2 separate regions of the Zea mays genome follow, and region 2 is linked to region 1. Evidence: chromatin contacts called from public Hi-C data. All regions are on one chromosome and are shown on one strand. Each heading gives the region's core, a stretch centred on a gene start, on an enhancer-like site or on the middle of the called end of the contact. The rest is flanking DNA. Distances are from core to core; before and after follow the strand shown.

Evidence for each region. Hi-C and Micro-C count contacts between places; a contact is called where the count stands out from the background.
Region 2: a Hi-C map of bundle sheath shows a contact between it and region 1, with 3 times the contacts expected there. The contact joins the promoter of LOC103653181 here to the promoter of LOC100277246 in region 1. A contact is called at or near these places in 4 of 25 Hi-C or Micro-C datasets (bundle sheath, ear, endosperm and 1 more).

Annotation. Positions count from the first base shown.
Region 1 is chr4:44,015,133-44,019,461 of Zm-B73-REFERENCE-NAM-5.0, reverse strand. It overlaps LOC100277246, which reads right to left and starts at 2,139. Exons shown (of 13, transcript NM_001150871.2): 1 at 1,803-2,139; 2 at 737-864; 3 at 582-653; 4 at 386-499. The coding sequence starts at 2,004.
Region 2 is chr4:44,215,147-44,219,475 of Zm-B73-REFERENCE-NAM-5.0, reverse strand. It overlaps LOC103653181 (oligopeptide transporter-like protein), which reads left to right and starts at 1,803. Exons shown (of 2, transcript XM_008680143.4): 1 at 1,803-2,638; 2 at 3,069-3,692. The coding sequence starts at 2,280. The coding sequence ends at 3,492.

The DNA.
Region 1 (4,329 bases), core at 890-3,389:
GCAAACCTCAGCGACTTTAAGAGCACGTTCTGTCTTCTTGATTTTGCGTTTTTGCTCATCACTTTCCTTTTGCATCTAGCAACGACAAAATACAAGTATAGTGTAATCCAACATCTAAAATGTCCATTTGGTTGGATGGTTCTTCACCAAATGCCTTCAATAGAATTTAAAATTCCAATGGACTTTAGACTCTAGTACAGATATCTAGTTTGATCTGCTAGTGTCATAAGAATTTGTTGCAGGCTTGTATATAGCCAACTAGAAAGGGAAAAGCAGATGGCATATACACTTACAGTAGCACACGAAACTAAGAAGTTGACCACTGATTTTTTTCTTTAAAAAAGTCACTCAATATTCCATAGACAAGGAAGGTTTATGCGCTTACTGTATTAAGCTTTTCATTCAACTTTTCCACCTTGTTCTCTGCATCGTTGGCCCTAGATTCTAGTGCTGCTTTCTGACTACTTTGTGCTTGAATATCCTTTTTGAGCTTGTCAATCTAGAACAGGAAAAAAATAAAGAGAAATCATAAACACATTGCTAGCACGTTCCAAATGTTCATGAACTCTTATAGCCTATACCTGCTTCTCAAGTTCAACAGCCTTGGCATTGGCCTTGTTAGCCTGCTCCTCGGCAGCTAGAGATCCTTTTGCCTGTACTTAGATAAGCTCATAAGCATAAGTGCAAAGTTATTTGTAAGAATGTGCAAACTTCAAAACTAACTGTGGTGTTTTACCTGGAGAGAAGCAATCTCGCCCTGCATAGAGGTAATAGCCTTTGACTTCTCCGCAATGGCTTTCTCTAGGTTCACGATGACATCGTCCTTATTCTTCAGTTCGAGAGATCGCACTGCTATGTCTGACTCTGTAGCAAGAAAACAAACACAATAATGGTTCCCGTGGCCCGTGGGATATCAAAATTAGAATGAATCTGGTAGGCTAATAAAGAATCACAAAGTGGCGAAGTAAAGGAAATTGCTTTGCTTATGACAGGATCACAGGAATGATATCACGATGACAAGATACTACTATTTCCATGCCGTGGCATAGTTTGAGTTTACATTCTTCAATAGTACAGGCATCTTCAGAGAATTTACTGTTTTACTGCAATTAATATTGCTAGACTTCCCCAGCTACTCGATTCTAGTACACATCAATGAAGCAGGACCCCAAGCATTATGGCAGTGGATCAGCATCCATGGCAAAGGCACAACAGCTGCAATTACACACTGGCCCACCGCCCACTGACGTAATTGTAACAGTAGAGGTATATGTGAACTTTTGTAGCTTTTGTGTTAACGGCAATCAGAAACAAAGCTACTATGTAAACAGAAGAGGAAGCTTTGGGGGGGGGGGGGGGGGGGGGGTTGGCCCTAAAATAAGCAGTTGCCTCAAAAAGATAGAATTATCCAATTTTATACCAAAAAGGGAGAATTATGCAACCCACGGTCGATATCAGCACGAGAGAATCGAATACAATCTCGCAGCACCCCGCCAGCTACACGATCAATCGAGCACTGTCGCGCGCGCACCATCCAGACGACTAGAAGCAGGCAGAAGCTAAAACCCCAACAAGACAGATCCAGGTAGCTCACCAACCACCGCGAAACCGCGCCTCGCCGCAACGAATCGGGCCCTAAACCCCGGAGAGCTCACCGGACCGGCGTCAATCCAGTGAAACGGCACAAATTAACCTAGCTGCGCGGCATGAACTCGACGATTCCACCACCAACCCGTCCCAGGCCAAAACATCCAGACAGTAAAATCAAGCGCGCCACGTGGATTCAAACCTTGGGCACTGACCTAAGGCGGAGATCTTCGCCCGGAGCTGCTCCAGCTCGGCCCTGAGCGCCGCGGCCTCCGCAGCCTCCTCCACCCTGAGCGCCGCCGCGGCCTCCACCGCGCCGGCCACCGAGTCCGCCGCCACTACGGGCTCCTCGGCGGTCGCGCCGGCGACGGCGATCAGCAGCGCCAGAAGGAGCGCCAGGGGCCTCGAGATCCCCATCCCCGCGAGCCCCTCGCCAGCCACCAGCTCTTCTCTCCTCGTCGTCGGCGAGGCTAATCCAATCCTTGGTTCCAACGACGCGCACGTGGGGGTCAGGGGGACTCGCGAACTCGTGCGTGCTCGCGCTCGTGTGCCTGCCCGCCCGGTATCGTTTAGGAGACTCGCGTTCGCCGTGCAGATCATTTTGGTGACGCCGCGCGGGGGCGAGCGGGCAGGGGCACGTGACATGGTACGTGGCGCCGTGGCGGGGAGAGGGCCCACGTGGCGGATAGCTATTGGGTCCCGAGACGTGGGACACGTATGATCCTGGAGTCACGGCGCAGTGGGACCAGGGACGCCGCGCAGGTGTCAGGTGGCGTGACGGTATCGGCCGCGAGGCTCCGCTCGTGGTTTCCAACCAGCGAGCGTTGCCTTTTTGGTTGGTTTGCTCGGAGATGAGAAATTTAGTTGGACTTTTGCCATTGAAAAGATTGGGCTTTGCAAAATTGTCATCAAGTCTATATTTTATAAACTTAGATAGATCCACAAGTCAGAGACTTAGTGACAACTGACAATTATTAGCAAGGAGACAATCTTTGATGGGTGTTTGGGAGGGCTATTTCTCAAGAGCTTCGTGAGACAAATATTTTATGGCTTATCTAGAAAAATAGTTTATCTTATACTCTCTTCATATTAAAATAGTAGTCGTTTTAACTCTATAGTTTTATGTTCATATTCATATGAATGATTATAAACCTATATATAGAACACCTATATTAATTATTGTATGAATCTAGAAAAAATGTAAAACGGATTTTAATTTGGGACGCAGTGATTATATGTTTTGGGGACTTTTTTAAGGAGTTAAAGTATCTCCAAGTGTAAGTCTCATATTTGGGCTCTATAATTTAATTTAGTTACCCATTTAATTTTTTAAGGTCCAAACTAAAAGCCAGTTTCCAATCAATGAGCTTTAAACATCCACATCCTGTAGTTTGCAAGCACCTCAGGTTTTGGGTACTTTGATGCCAGCCTTCGACTGTCATTGCTCCTCCCACGTTCGGTCTTTTTTCGCGTCGTCAATCACTTTTGCTACACCTTCGCACGTCTTCGCTCTTCACATACTCGCCTTTTTCTTTTCCGCGGGTAAGTCCACCTCTATTATCTTGTTCGGGTTGATCCAATGGAGCGCGACTGGTAGGGAGGCTCCGATCCATAGAACATTTATGGGAGCATCAAGGTAATGGAGCGTGACTGACAGTAATTTAAACAGATTACTGTTTTTGAGTTATATTTTGTTTCAGTCAGCTTTTTGTTCCCTAAATAATCTGTGATGATGTAATGATCTTTTCCAAATACATCGTGACATATGAACAATACTAACCAGCCAGTAATGTTTCACAGAGACTGTTGCTTAATTCAACCAAAGTTACTTGCCCACATGATAAATCTGGATATTGTCAGGTAGCCGCTAGAAAACAAAAAAGGGAGGTGATATTTAGTTTCAACCGTGTGCATATGGAGGGTCAATAAACTTCCACGACGTTAAGCAAATCAGGAGGAGGGGAGCAGGGAGATAGACCAGGTGAGGCGGGCGGATGGATAGGGGCGACATACTTCCATGGCGGCGGTCGCTAAGATGGGAATGGGGGTAGGCACAAGATGAAAACGATGTGGTTGGATGGCAAAGGATCGGGAGTGCGGTTGGGTGGCGGTGACTTGGGACAGATAGTGGCGGAGACCGAAGAAGACGAAGGCTGAAATGTCCGTGGAGGTTGGGATGACCGCAAACAATATAGGGTTGTCATCTTTGAGTCCCAAATATACTACCTTTCAAGTTGGGCCTTAAACCATTTGGAGTAATATCAATAAAATGAGACTTCTGTTTGAGTTGACTTTTCTTGTTTGGGTTCTATATGTTAACTAGGTGAGTGCCCGTGCGTTGCAACGGGGACATATAATATCACGGTAACTTATATACAAAATGTGTGTTATACTGTTATGAGAAAATGTTTCATAATTCATTTGTGATCTTGGTCATACATAAATTTTGTTATTTTAATCTAGTTATTTCACCACTATATTACAACCATCAGTATCATGCCGACTTCGATATATGTCACGATTTCCATGGTCTCATCATTGGAGAGCACGCCCCACGTCTGCCGGAAAAAGTTACCTCGTACATCATCAGTCATCAGGCACGCACCACCATACACGCTTGCTCAAACAAAAAAGCAATTGTGTGTGTTTGTGAAGAGAATTAAAGGCAGACCGGCATAAAAAAGCTACCCGGCGGTGGGGAGGATGATGAACTGATCATTGCTGTCGGTCCTTGAAAGGAAA
Region 2 (4,329 bases), core at 554-3,053, 200 kb before region 1:
ACTTAGAAACATACCTTTGTTGTAGATTTGCACTTTGTTCATTCATGGGCATTGGTTCACATCTAAGCACTTGTGTTGACACTTAATCACCAAAATACTTAGAAATGGGCCAAGGGCACATTTCCCTTTCACTATCCACCCCATCTAGGCAACTTTCAAATATCCCGCGTGCCCCTCGGCCTACGGCGCACTCATGGCCTATCGGACTAGGTCTGAGTGTGCGGACCTTTAGCTAGGCACTAGACGACAGACCGCGTCGAACCCTAGGCTACGAAGGCCAGGGTGGGCATAGTCAAAATGATGGCGCTTGGGACCATCGCAGCCCCAAGCCATCCTCCGCGGTAAATACGAGACAGCTAGGCAGCCCCAGGCTCCATGAGTACGCATGGCTTCACCCTAGGTAGAACGCTAGTTTTACCCTTGCCTTACAGCTCCATCCCAAGGAAGACACCGCTGGTCGACCTCTCTTCTGGCCTATAAAAGGGAGGGGTTGGGAGAGTTCTTTTGGACGCTTCATAAGACAACCGGGCGACTCTGGACGCCTTCAGACGAAGCACCCACAAGGACGAACAGGAGGAGTGTCGACGAGGGCCAGAATGTCGGAGCCCTGCCGCCGAGCCAAGACTTAACTAGGACTCCACCTTGTAGCTTCTAAGCTCCACTTCCACCCAAAAAAAGAGACTTGGGAGCGTCTCCTCCATCTCTCGCCCGCTTGTAACCCCTACTACGGGTTTTGATCATTAATGAGCTCGGTAGTGCAAGCCACCGGTGACTGGAAGTAGGGAGGTTCTGCCCGAACTAGTATAAATCTTGTGCCTACCACGCACACCCTCCCGAAACGCGCAGAATAAATTTATTTGTCGGAACGAGATTCGAAACACCGACACACGTCGATCTCTGGCCTCCGTAGCCTGGGTCTCGACGCGGCTCGTCGTGTTGCAGGCCCTACAGATGGCCAGTGCGCTCAATCCTAGGGTTGATAGGTTGAGTGGACCGGAACACTAGGACTCGTAGGTCATAAGTGAAAGGTGGATCGACTTGTAAATCGGTGTCCGACACAGTAAACGTGACTAGTCACTTACGACGGGTCAGGAGCAGAATCCACTCGAGTGGCTTCCTCTTTCGCCCAACCCACTTTAGACTCGTGCCTTGGGACTATCCGAAACTGATCTTTTCGTGGTCCTTTTAGGGCTTGTTCGTTTTGGAGTGGATCCCCTCAGTCCACTCCAAAACGAACAAGCCCTTACTGGGCTAGTGGGCCCTACACACGCGGCGGGATCTTCTCAAATCCCCGGACGGTGTGCGAGAAGTACTTCTCCATCAACCGAGCCCTGCATCGACAGACAGACACCATTGTTTTTTACCTCCTCCTCCTCCTGACAGCGCGTTAACCGAACCTGGCGCGGAACACCTCGCTCGTTCACGCGCCGTCCATATCGTCTTCCACCGAACCCCACGAGAAAATCCTGAGAGCGATCGCTCCAGCTCGCGCTAATCCTCTTCCCCGGCTCTGTCGTAACGCCTGACAAACAAAATAGACAGAGGAGCACCAGCCACGTCACGCACGCGCGTACACTGCACATACGTACGTACGGAGCGTGTGGTCCAGCCTGCGCTGTGCTGTGCTGTGCTGTACGTACATCGTATGCCTAAGTAAAGTGACGTGTCGATGTCGTGCGCCCGAGTGTGCTGGTCCAACCTTACCTGCGTGTGGCCGAGCATGTGGCGCAGGTACCGTGTGCGTATACCGTACGGGGAAAAGATACTGACGGTGGGGGTTTGCTCTCTCCCTGATCCGAGCCTACGTAGCGCGGCTCGCGGGACCGGCGGGCCCACGCGGCAGCGAGCGACAGAGACGAGACCGGCTACCTCATCCACCCCCACCAGGTGCACTGCACTGCACACCTCGCTCGCCGCCGGTCGGTCGTCTCCTTCTCTCTCTCTCTCCGTCCGACTATACAATACAATTCCACTGCGTGGCAGGGTCCAGCTCCTTATCCTGTCCCCCTCGCCCCTTTCCCTTCCCCGCCCGTCTCCTCCCCCTCCCTGCCTCTCCGCCCACCCACCCACTGACCCACCCACCCATCTCGCTCGCGCGCGCCGGGATTTCTCGCCTTCGCTCAATCGCTCCGCGGCTCTCCTCCTGCGCGCCGGCCGGTCGATCCGGGCGCCGGGGCCCGAGGTGCGCCGCGGCGGAGGCTCTGCCGGGCCGGATTCGCTGATCGGTCGGTTGGTAGGTTCGGTTGTTAGGTAGGTAGGTAGGTTGGTTGGTCGCGGGCATGTCCACGGCGGTGGCGCGGCCGGCGCACGGCGGCTTCCGGCAGTCGGGGAGCGGGAAGCCGGATCCGGAGGACGCGGACAGGATGAGGGACGCCAACGGGTACTTGGTCCAAGAACGTGAGAAGGAAGAGGAAGAGCGTGGCGGTGAGGCGGCGGCGGCGGGGAGGGAGGAAGAGGCGCTGTCGGAGGCCTCGTCGATCGGCGCGGCGTCGTCCGACAGCTCCTCCATCGGCGAGAACTCCGCGTCCGACAAGGAGGGCAGCGACGGGGAGGAGGAGGAGGTGGAAGGCAAGGCGCAGGGGCTCGGCATGATGGGGCTGGCCACGCTCCAGTCCTTGGACGATGCCCTGCCCACCAAGTAAGCTGCTTGCTTCTCTGCTAATCCCCTTTCTCTTCCTGATCTGATCTACCGCTAGTATTAGTAACTGCTGCTACTGCTTGGTGTTGTTTCTTCTACTATGCCGCTAGAAATTGCTCCTGCAAAACCGACCGCTGCTGGAGACAACATGTTTTATGGATAAAAATCCGATTTTTTTGCTGCGAAAAATAATGTTCTTGTAGCGAAATTGTAAGAGGCTGGTTTAGATCCGAGTAGAGTAGCTAGCAATGACAAGAGATGTGTACATAGAAAAGAAGAGAAGTGTTTTTTCTTCCCATCCTTAGCAGCAGTCGTGGTTTTGACAGCAGCAATGCATTTCCCTGCTGATCCTCTCTTTCTTGCCCTATAATGAGAATAGTAATAATATATAATCCTTGAACACCGAACTAACCGAGGAACGAATTCGTAGGCGGGGCCTGTCCAACTTCTACGCGGGCAAGTCCAAGTCGTTCACGAGCCTGGCGGAGGCGGCTGCGACGGCGGCCGCCAAGGAGATCGCGAAGCCGGAGAACCCGTTCAACAAGCGGCGGCGCGTGCTGCGGGCGTGGTCGCGGCGGCGGGCGTCGTGCAGCGCGCTGGCCACCGCGTACCTGCCGCCGCTGCTGGCCCCGGACCACGCGGTGGTGGAGGAGGACGACGAGGAGGGCGCGGACGACGAGGACGAGGACGAGGGCCAGCACGGGCGCGGCGGGCTCAGGGGCAGGAGGCCGCCCACGTTCCCGTCCCCGCGGCTGAGCGCGCACGCCACCGCCGGCCAGATGGCGAGGGCCGGGTCGTTTCGGTCCCCGAGGTCCTTCTCCATGACGGACCTCCACAGCGCGGAGTACGAGTAGGCAGCGACAGACAGCAGCCACGATTAGAGCCAGAGCACCTCTGGTCTGTCTCCTTCCTCCTCTAGGCGCCAGAAGAGGTGCTGTTGCTGGTGATGCTGCCACTGCTGTTACATCCATTACTGCTATATGGTCATCAAGATGCATATTATATATATAAGAAGGAATTCCATTGCTTGTGCTTGCCATCGTGCCGGCCTGAATCTGAATGTCGCATGAAACATTTCTCTGTCTGAACAAACCAGCAGCACCAGGATTCAGGTTTCAGGGCTTCGCGCAAAGCCAGTGGCAGCATGCCAGCATGGGATGGATCATGGATGCCGAAAAGAAGAAAGCGAGGAGGAATGGGATGGGTCATGCATGCATGCCGAAAATAATGTTCAGGAGATGCTGGCGATGTTGTGTTTGCGTTGCTCCTCTTGCCTCTGCACCTGCTGCTGGTGACTCGCGGGAGCAGACAAACGGTGGGTGATGATGAGTCCTACGCCGCCGGCCTAATCCCATCGAAGACAACCCTAATCTAAGCATGACATTATCGACAGCGGCAGGGTTCGTGGAGAAGGCAGCGACAAATCCAAGCATACAGCACGAGAAGAAAAAAAAAAGATCTTTTCTCACAAGTAGGGCTGACAATGGGCTATAAATTTTGCACTATAAGATTTAAGTATCGAAGCGGGTTAGGATCAGACTCTATTTATAGTCATTTTTGAACTATAATTTATTTAAGGCTTTGACATTTTACGAAGAACTATTTGGATCACGATCCATTACCACTCCTACTCACAAGGCAGCCGTAGCATAGCAGTGGCCAGTGGGTAGGTCTGGTGGCACAGTCCATGG